Regions from separate parts of the Zea mays genome. Here region 1 is linked to region 2. A link is a contact called in public Hi-C data. All regions are on one chromosome and are shown on one strand. The core of a region is the stretch at or near the end of the contact, and the rest is flanking DNA. Distances in the headings are between cores, read along the strand shown.

The links. Hi-C and Micro-C count contacts between places; a contact is called where the count stands out from the background.
Region 1: a contact with region 2 is called in a Hi-C map of tassel, with 2.4 times the contacts expected there. The contact joins the promoter of LOC103653545 here to the promoter of LOC103653544 in region 2. A contact is called at or near these places in 2 of 25 Hi-C or Micro-C datasets (ear and tassel).

Annotation. Positions count from the first base shown.
Region 1 is chr4:99,446,557-99,451,305 of Zm-B73-REFERENCE-NAM-5.0, forward strand. It overlaps LOC103653545, which reads left to right and starts at 2,289. Exons shown (of 11, transcript XM_008680422.3): 1 at 2,289-2,705; 2 at 4,722-4,749. The coding sequence starts at 2,595.
Region 2 is chr4:99,147,884-99,152,058 of Zm-B73-REFERENCE-NAM-5.0, forward strand. It overlaps LOC103653544 (protein MEI2-like 4), which reads right to left and starts at 1,797. Exons shown (of 15, transcript NM_001329435.1): 1 at 1,364-1,797; 2 at 652-757; 3 at 433-475. The coding sequence starts at 756.

The sequences.
Region 1 (4,749 bases), core at 1,039-3,538, 300 kb after region 2:
CGGCAAAGAACGCGATTCCGGTAGTGTATGTTATTAGTTTTATAACTAGACAATATTTAATATATACACGTATAAATTATTTAGATATTTGATGTAACATAGACTAAACTTTATATGGGCTGAACCAAACACTCCTTTAGTAACTGTTGGTGATTCCAACCGGCACTAATGTCAATGATTTAGTACTAGTTGAAGACACCAAGTACTAATATTCTTGATTTATAAACCCTCTCCTTTTAGCTCGTGTGAAGAACATAGTCTAGCTCTCTATTTATGTCGCTATAAGCTTAAAGTGGTGAAGTGTTGTGCAAATTTTTCAAGAATTTGTTAAAATTTTCATTCATTTAAGTGCGAAAAAGTCAGCAAGTTCGTCCTCCTATATAGTGAAGTTGAAATAGTTATTTTTTGTTTAGGTTTTTTGATATTTGTGGTTTATATAATTTAGGGAAAAATTAGTATGTTCGTCCTCTAATATGTGTAGAAATATGAATGAATGTAATAGAAATTAGTAGTAAACTAGATTGGAGCTTTGTTCATTTGCTAAATAAGTTTGAAATAGTGTTGTTGTGTAATATTTTTAAATTGTTTGAGTTAATTGTCTCATATGTTGTGTATTACACATGAAGGTAATTTAATTCTCTCATAGGTTCATGTCGTGATAAGCTTCAAAGAGAGGAGGTACTATACAATTTATTTTCGAAGAATTTGTTGAAGATTTCACTCATTTAAGTGTGAAAAACGTTAGCAAGTTCATCCTCTCATATAATATAGTTGAAATAGTTATTTATTTGTTAAGATTCCTTGAATTTTATGGTCGATTGTGTCATATGTTTATGAAAGATAGCATTAATAATGTCTTATACAAATAATACAGATGAGTCGTAAATGGATGTATAACATGAATCAACGCTCTGAAGAATATGAAGGACTGGTGAGGCCACCAGTGGGGGTGAATGGGAGCCATTACAAATTCTCGAACTGCGAGAACGACACTTGTGACTTGATTCCCAAAACTCAAACCAAAATCCTCTAAGGACTCAAAATAGCAGATCAGAGTACAATGCAAACCAGTGTCATTTGAATGTACCAAAAGCCTGAAGAATGCCCAACCAAACTCTCTGCAAAAATTCAGTAATAGAATAGCAGGAATGGTTGAGCAGTAGTGCTGCGCTCATGGCCGGCAGTGCTGGGCACGCTAAAATGCCCATAAAATTCTCAAACTTCACAGAAAGTTTGCGCGGGGGAAAGAAGATGATTCTTGAAGTATCAACCTGAGCAACTCAAAAATCAAAGCGTAGATTGAAAATCCCGTTTTGGTTGGGGTTTTCTAGAAACAGGTTCAAACTTAGTTCTTCTTAAATCACGACCAAGAACTGTGATGTCGGCACCAAGATTGGCAGCCGCCTCGGCCCGTGCTATGGCTTCGACTAGGGGTGGGTCTTCAGTGTCTCTAGCCGTGGCGACCAGCGCAAGGAGAAGCTCGAGAGCGAGCTCAACGGATACAGGGTGCGGAAACCCTACCCATTATACCCTTCCTAGGAGTACTCCACAAAACAAAAATTTTAACTTACAAGTCAGAATTTGTGTTTCATGAAAATTAGCACCAGTTGATGACATACTCCATACATCCCAAAATAATTGTCGTTCTTGAGGTGTCAATCATTTTTAACTTTGATCAAATATATATTAATATTTGTTATATAATTAGTATCATTAGATAGATGTTTGAATCTATTTTAGGAAATTATTGACACGTTGTGATGTGTATGGGTGGCCTAGGGTAGTGGGTTGTGGAGCAAGGTAGTTGGTTGTTGAGCAAGCGAGACTAGCAGATATTTTGCAAGGTTTAGGAGAAACACTATATTTATATTCACAGTCATCAAAATTGTGTAACTTACTCGATTGTAGATGATGGATGTTAGAAATAAGGATACAATATATATGGCTAATGTTCAATTACGTTGTATTCCATTCTTGTATAAACTTGCTAGCTACTATTTGCATCCTAGCCGTTGTACACATTTTTATGTTTTTTTTAACTCCTATTTCGCTCTCTCTCACCTGTTTTTTATTTCATGCTATATACCATTGAACATAATGACAAACAATCAAAAGTGCATTATCCGGTTGTCGAACATTTTGTAACTAGTGAGAGAATTAAAAGTTGGAGCAGCTTGTCGAAATTTGGCAAATGAGAGGAGCAGGCAGCAGCCGGTCTCCCGCGCGATTGCAGTCTCATGGTCAAGGTCAACCGTGCCGATATGGGTGTCCCTGTTCCTCCGACCTCCATTCGCGATTAAACAAAGCAGCGTCAGCTTCTATTATAAGTAGCGGGAAGAGAGATTGATACCTTCCGAACTCCCTCTCCCTCGTAGCCCCAAGTGGCCAGCTAATTTTAGCCGAGGCTCCAACTCCAAGGCAACGGACGCACAGAGGATCAGGAAGGAAGAAGGGGTCGCAGCCACAAGGGTGCTTTCCAAATCCACGGCTAGCTTACGCTTACGGAAAGATCATAGGGGCTTACTCGGAGCAAGGAGGCGCCTGTTTGCAACGACGAACGCGAGATTAGAGGGAGAAACCAAACGCCGCAGGGGATGAAGTCGCCGTTGCGCAGGCTCAGGGGCTTCGGCCACCACCACCCCAAGGAGCGGAGGGGGCACCAGCCGCCGCCGGCCAAGCTCGACGAGCTCGTCTGCGCCGCCCATGTTCGTACCATTCATTCCCCACCTCCACCCTTTTTTTCCCTATTGGAATTTCTACCGGGCGATTGGGATTCCACGGCCTATTTTTGTGTGCCGTTCTTGAGGTGAGTGGATCCTGTTCGGGTTTCGTTTTGCCGGGAATGATGAAACTATCTAGTTTTTGTAATAGAAGCGCGGTGGAAAGGTAGAACACGGAGACCCATATAGTTTTGATTACAAAACCTGCATTTCATGCTACCTCAAACTATCTAGCTAGTTTTGTAGCACCAAGATATTGTCCCAACTGCATTTTGATTACAAAAACTGCATTTCATACGTAGATTTTGCCGAGGAAAGAAGGTGTTGAACACTAAAAATTGTAGCACTGATACTATCAGACGGTCCGTGGGTGGTAGGCAAGCACAGACAAGCTAAGTCCGTGTCTAGCGAGGGATGGTAATAGATTACAATCAAAATGTTGCTTCACAATAAGCTATGATCTTTAATTAATTTTAATTCAAAAATTAATAGGAATAGAGCTCGTTCCTAATTCGATTCGATCCTTAAATTTTATAGTGTAAAATCTAAAGTCCATTATCACCATTAGGTCGGGCTTGGTACTTCGGACCGTTCAAGATTAGATGAATTCAAGCGAGAGTCCTGATTTGTTGTGATATCCTTCCTATTTTTTGTGATATTTTGTTCAACTTCTCTCAGACCTCCTCGCTACGAATATAAATGGGTACGGCCGATTGATGCACACACAATCTAATCAAACCAATATATTTACATTACTTACCTTCATGCTTTAGATCTTGATATAGCGTAGCATTAGTTGTAGTTCATCAATCTCAATTTTCTACTCTGTTTGGCTCTATATTGTCTAAAGGCGCTTTGTGTAGTCTGTCGATCCCGAAACAACCCTATGATATCTGCTCCCTGATGGAGTCACTCTCGAGAGATGAGATCTAGGTTTACCGAGACCTCTGTGCGCGCCACGGATGGTCCGGCGCCCTACCGCGGACCTTCCGACACCATGTGAAGTCGAGCTCAAGGTCCTACACGTCGCGTGAAGAATCTAGGGTTCGTTAGTATTTGGTCCAAAAAATGCCAACAGAAAGGATGCGGGCATGTCTGGGTAGTGAAGAGGAGGAATGGCCGGGAAAGAAGAAACACTCGTGAAGAAGGAAAATAAAAAAATTGAATGTAACCAGCGGTACAGTGAGGAATTTTGTCCAGCTACGTACATCAAACATAATTTGATAGAGCACTCTTGAAAAACTTTACCAAAACGATGAATCTAGCCGCTAGATTCACTATTTCGTTGGATATAGTAAATTTAAACAGTTTGACTAGTTTTTTGTGCAAGAAAAATATAATTAATCTGTAGTTGTTGGAGTTGTTCCAAATGTACCTGGCCTTTTGGGGCTTGTTCTCGCTGGTCAAAGTCTTCACGAGGAAACGTCCATCCGAGAAAGTTGCTGTAGAAACATATCAGCCATCTAACGTGATCTTGACCGGGGAGGAGAGGAATGGCTTATATATTATTTGGATAATACATATCAACAAGGGTTTTTCCGTCGTATGAACGCTTTGCTATGCCACACGACGCATTTGCTCCGACGCTATGCTCTTTGGACTTGTGACCATAACGATGCAGAATATATAAGAAATGTCTAGTGCTTGCTCATTCATATAGGATTGAGACGGATGTTTACCAAATCTTACATTCTGAACGTATCACTCCTAAAGATTGGGATCATAGACAGTTTGTTGCTAGCACGAAGCTAAAATGAGCAAGTGTCTGTACGCTGTTAAATATAAAACACAAAGATATGTATGATGTGTTGGCTAGGTGAGTGTGAATGTGGATTTAAAACCAACAATCATGGTTTGAATCCCCATTTATACATAATTTTAATATTTTTACTATTTAAATGAGAAACTGTAGAGAAACGAGGTCAAGAGGTGGACAACTAATCATCCTTTTGTCGGTTGTTCGTTACTGACTCTGAAGTAGGGCTCTCAACTTCTCTGCAGGAGGTGGAAGACATGAGAAACTGCTATG
Region 2 (4,175 bases), core at 547-3,046:
GACAACAACAAAAACAAAGCCTTCTATTCCTGATAAAGTTAGGGTAAAAAGCTAAAATCATATTCATCACAAGCAAACAAATTATTTATGTTATTTAGGCCCTGTTTGAATGCACTAGAGATAATAGTTAGCTGCTAAAATTAGCTCTATAGACATCCAAACAATATAGCTAATAGTTGAACTATTAGCTATTTTTAGTAAATTAGCTAATAGTTAGCTAGTTATTTGTTAGCTAGCTAATTCTACTAGCAATTTTTTAGACAACTAATTATTAGCTCTAGTGGATTCAAACTAGCCCTTAGTCACGCATAAAATGTTATTAAATGCACAAAATTTCCCCGCAATAACATGTGGATTTTTGCAGCCAAAGAGCATTCTTTGCATGGAAATGAGCAAAAAGCTAAGGGGTATTGAATCAAATTAAGTACTCACCAATGTGATGCAACGACTCCTGCTTCCAAAAACCCACCAGCCTCTGCAAAGATAGATTAAAAAAATTAGTGCATGTCATAGATATCCAGAAAATCGAGTGACAACATGGTAGGTATCAAACATGAACTAAAACAATAAAGACACCACTAGCCTTATCATAAACTAACAAAAACAGAAAACAATAAATAGGGCAACAATTCTGCAACTGCAGATTATTACCTCTGTGGGAAGGCGAAGCTGCTCCTCAGAGAAGGAGGACGCAGCTACGGTTGTATTGGTGAACTGGGAGAGGTGGTGCCTCGGATCCATGACTTGAAATGGCATCCTGCAGGCGTCCAGACCATATAACGTGTTAGGCACAAACCTAGACAACAGCACCGTATCTCAATTGCCCAGGATCAACGCAAAATTAATAAAACTTGCGGAAAAGATGAAGTGTCGAGGGGTTAACATGACGAATAGGAGCAATTTTACGGGCAGAAATCTGTCAATCCATGACAACCGAGCCACAGGGCAGCAGAGAAAAAGGCGGATTTTAGCTCGTGTGAGCTTCCAAAGTCAATACTTCTGAATCAGAACCAGTAGGTTTGACAAACCAGAGTGCGAATCCCACAAATTTGAGAGAAATGTTTAATTTCCCCCAATACGACAGCACAGAAGATGTAAAATTTAATGCGCCTCGGGCTCTACGAGCTCCAAACCAGCAAGTCCCTAGTGATCAAAGAAACCATCAAAATAAAACGAGGAATTCCCGGCAGAACACAACCCAAAATAATTGTCAGACCCCGAATTCAAGCTCAGGTTACATACAGCAAGCAAGGACACCCACGAAACAAAACGACTTATACGAGAGCTTTCAAAATTTCCCAAAATTGAAACATCCCAAACAGAAACCATCCATGTAGAGAACGGAAAGCGAGTGGGGGCTCACCAGATCGGTGCCTGCTGCCACCACCTCCTCCTCTTCAGAGCTCAAAAACGGTGCCAAACTCGCAGGCAGCGGGAGCAGGCGGAAGAGATGCCCCCATGCCACGCAACCGGGACCCTGTCCGAGCTCGAGCACGGGTGGATCACGCGGCCTTACGGTCGTCCCGGGACCCAATGCGACGCCGGGGCTGCACACCCTGGCCGCGTGGGGGAGGGCGAGCGAAGAAAAAAGCTACGGACACCTATCTAACCCTAGAGCCACGACGACGGCGAGCCCCCGGGCGCTGGCCCCCATTCCGGCGCTCGCCTAGGTCCCCCTGCTCGGCCCCCTTGTGATGTGCCCGCCGGATTTCTTCGCCGGAAGCTTACTGGCTCCGGCGAGGAGGCGGTGGGTGTTGAGACGAAGGGGAGACGCGGGCCTCGCAGGGGAACAGCAACTACCTACCCAAATGCGGGCGGCAAGAGACGGGCGGCACGCCCTTTATACCGTACCCTGCGGTTACGCCCGGTGACTGCCACCGCGGAGCACGGGACCGCGGCGCGCGCGGCTGTCCTGGGGCTTGTTCATACCACCTGAAACTGACGAGATGTGGCCCACTCTAGGCGGGCTGTCTTGTCAGTGACTTGATACAGGGGTGGGACCAGTACTGCAGTGGGATCGACGGAAGAGAGCGGTGCATTGGTGTGCGGTGGGTTCAAATTTGGGTGGTGGGAGTTGGGGGAGGCGACGGCTTTGGGCTGAGTTGGTTAGGACGGGCGGCAAGCCTTGCTGCTTGCTTGCTTGCGCCAGATTGTTCTCCTCTCACTCACTGCTTGGATTAGCCTCGTTCTAGTGCAGCATCCTCCTCTCGTCCATATCATATCAGCTCTCGACTTCACTTCATCTCTAATGCTCTAGTACATAGATTGTAGCAGACTACAGCCTCTATAGCTTTTTTATTTCAGAATTAAGTAATTCACGCACGTTTATTTGAACGCTCAGAAATCGCACAACATAATGGAATGGTTTGTGTAACGAGCTCCATCCGCGTAGGGTATTTCTAAAGAGATTGGGGTGAAATTTGTGGTTTTTGCAATTTTTTTAAATTTTTTGGATCCAAAAATGGCTAGTTGCAACGACTGTTGAATTAATGTGGGTCTGGCACAAATTAATATTCAATAATAGTTAATGTTAAAGGCTCATTTTAATGCTACAGTGTACTAGTACTTTAGTACCATACCGGAAGTTCAAGTGACAATTCAATCAACTTAAATAGAAGTATCATTGGTGCATCTATTGATAAAGCTGAGAAAATGATGAAGGACTATCATGCGCGCGCGCCGCCGCCGGCGGGGCCGTGGTGGATCGGACTTTGATCCGAATATTCCGTCCTAAGGGTTGCATATTTTGCCTAGAGTAATGACAGTCCATTATTATCGTCTGTTACTGGTTGTTTCCTGTGTTATGGCTATAACGGACGGGCTGTAATGGTTGTCGGCTAGTAACGGACGTCACTAATGGTATCAATTTCTGGCTGTCTATAACGGTAGCTCTGATGGTGACTGTTACTGTCTGTTCACCTCCCTCTGCGCGTGTACTTATATGGAGGAGTGGAGGCTGCTTCTATTCACAGTACGCACGTAGAGTCTCAGACGCGTTGCACACAGCCATTCTCGTCCCACCTTCTGCGAGCACAGAGAGTTTGGGAGAGCAGGCCTCCGAAATCGCTGTCTGTTACTTGCACAGGTGTGCGGACGATTAGGTTTTTGGGGAGCGTACTCACGACTGCTCGCTTCGTCCGCTGAATCAACGCTGATCAAGTTCCTCGTCGCCGGCGTCGTTCGAGGGACTGCACTACGTACATCTGTCTACATCGACTGCGTATGACTACATCGAACATACACATGAGATGTCTCGTGTGAATAGAGCCACTGATGCCTTGCAACATCGGTCCCTCCACAGGGTACACTCTGTTCTTAGTATTTGTGTATAATTTACTGTTGTTTACAACTTATGTGAGTAGTGATACACATATGCACATACATGTCATCACATACATCACTGTGATTTTCTGGATTAAATTAAAACTGAAAATGCATATTTCTCTAACAATCCAAAAACCTGATATTAGGCATTTTTCTGTTAGTGGTTTTGTTGCTACTTTAAAACCAAGTGAACCTTTTGATAGGACATTTTACAAAAGATGACGTAGTAAGATGATATTGTGGTTGGCTGCAATGAACTGTTATCACGCCGCACAGGGGAAACCCGAACAGTTCACTCCTGAAGAGGAGAGAATGTTCGACGTTGTCAATAACCTGTTTTGAGGCACCGTGATTGGCGCTCTTGCCAACAAGTATGTTGATTTCTTATCTAATGTGCACATCTGCAAAAGAGTTATGGGATGCATTAGATGAGAAGCTCGGTGTTTATGATGCTGGTAGCGAGCTGTACATCATGGAACAGCTGTTTGACTATAAGATGGTGGAAAACCGTCCTGTAGTCGAACAGGCTCATGAAATACAGGCACTGGCTAAGGAACTCGAACAGTTAACATGTGTCTTGCCTGACAAGTTCGTGGCTAGCGGTATTATCGCTTAGATGTCACCTTCTTGAATGGATTTTGCTACCACTCTAAAACATAAGAGACAAGAGTTTAGCATGGCTGAGCTTACTGGGTCTCTTGATGTTGAGGAGAGGGCGAGAGCAAAAGACACTCATGGAAAAGGAGTCGAGACTTCTAGTGCCAATATGGTACAAAGAATAACTCCAATGTGTCACATAATAATAAAAAGAAGAACAAGCAACAAAATGCCAAGAAGCCCAAGCAGGCAGT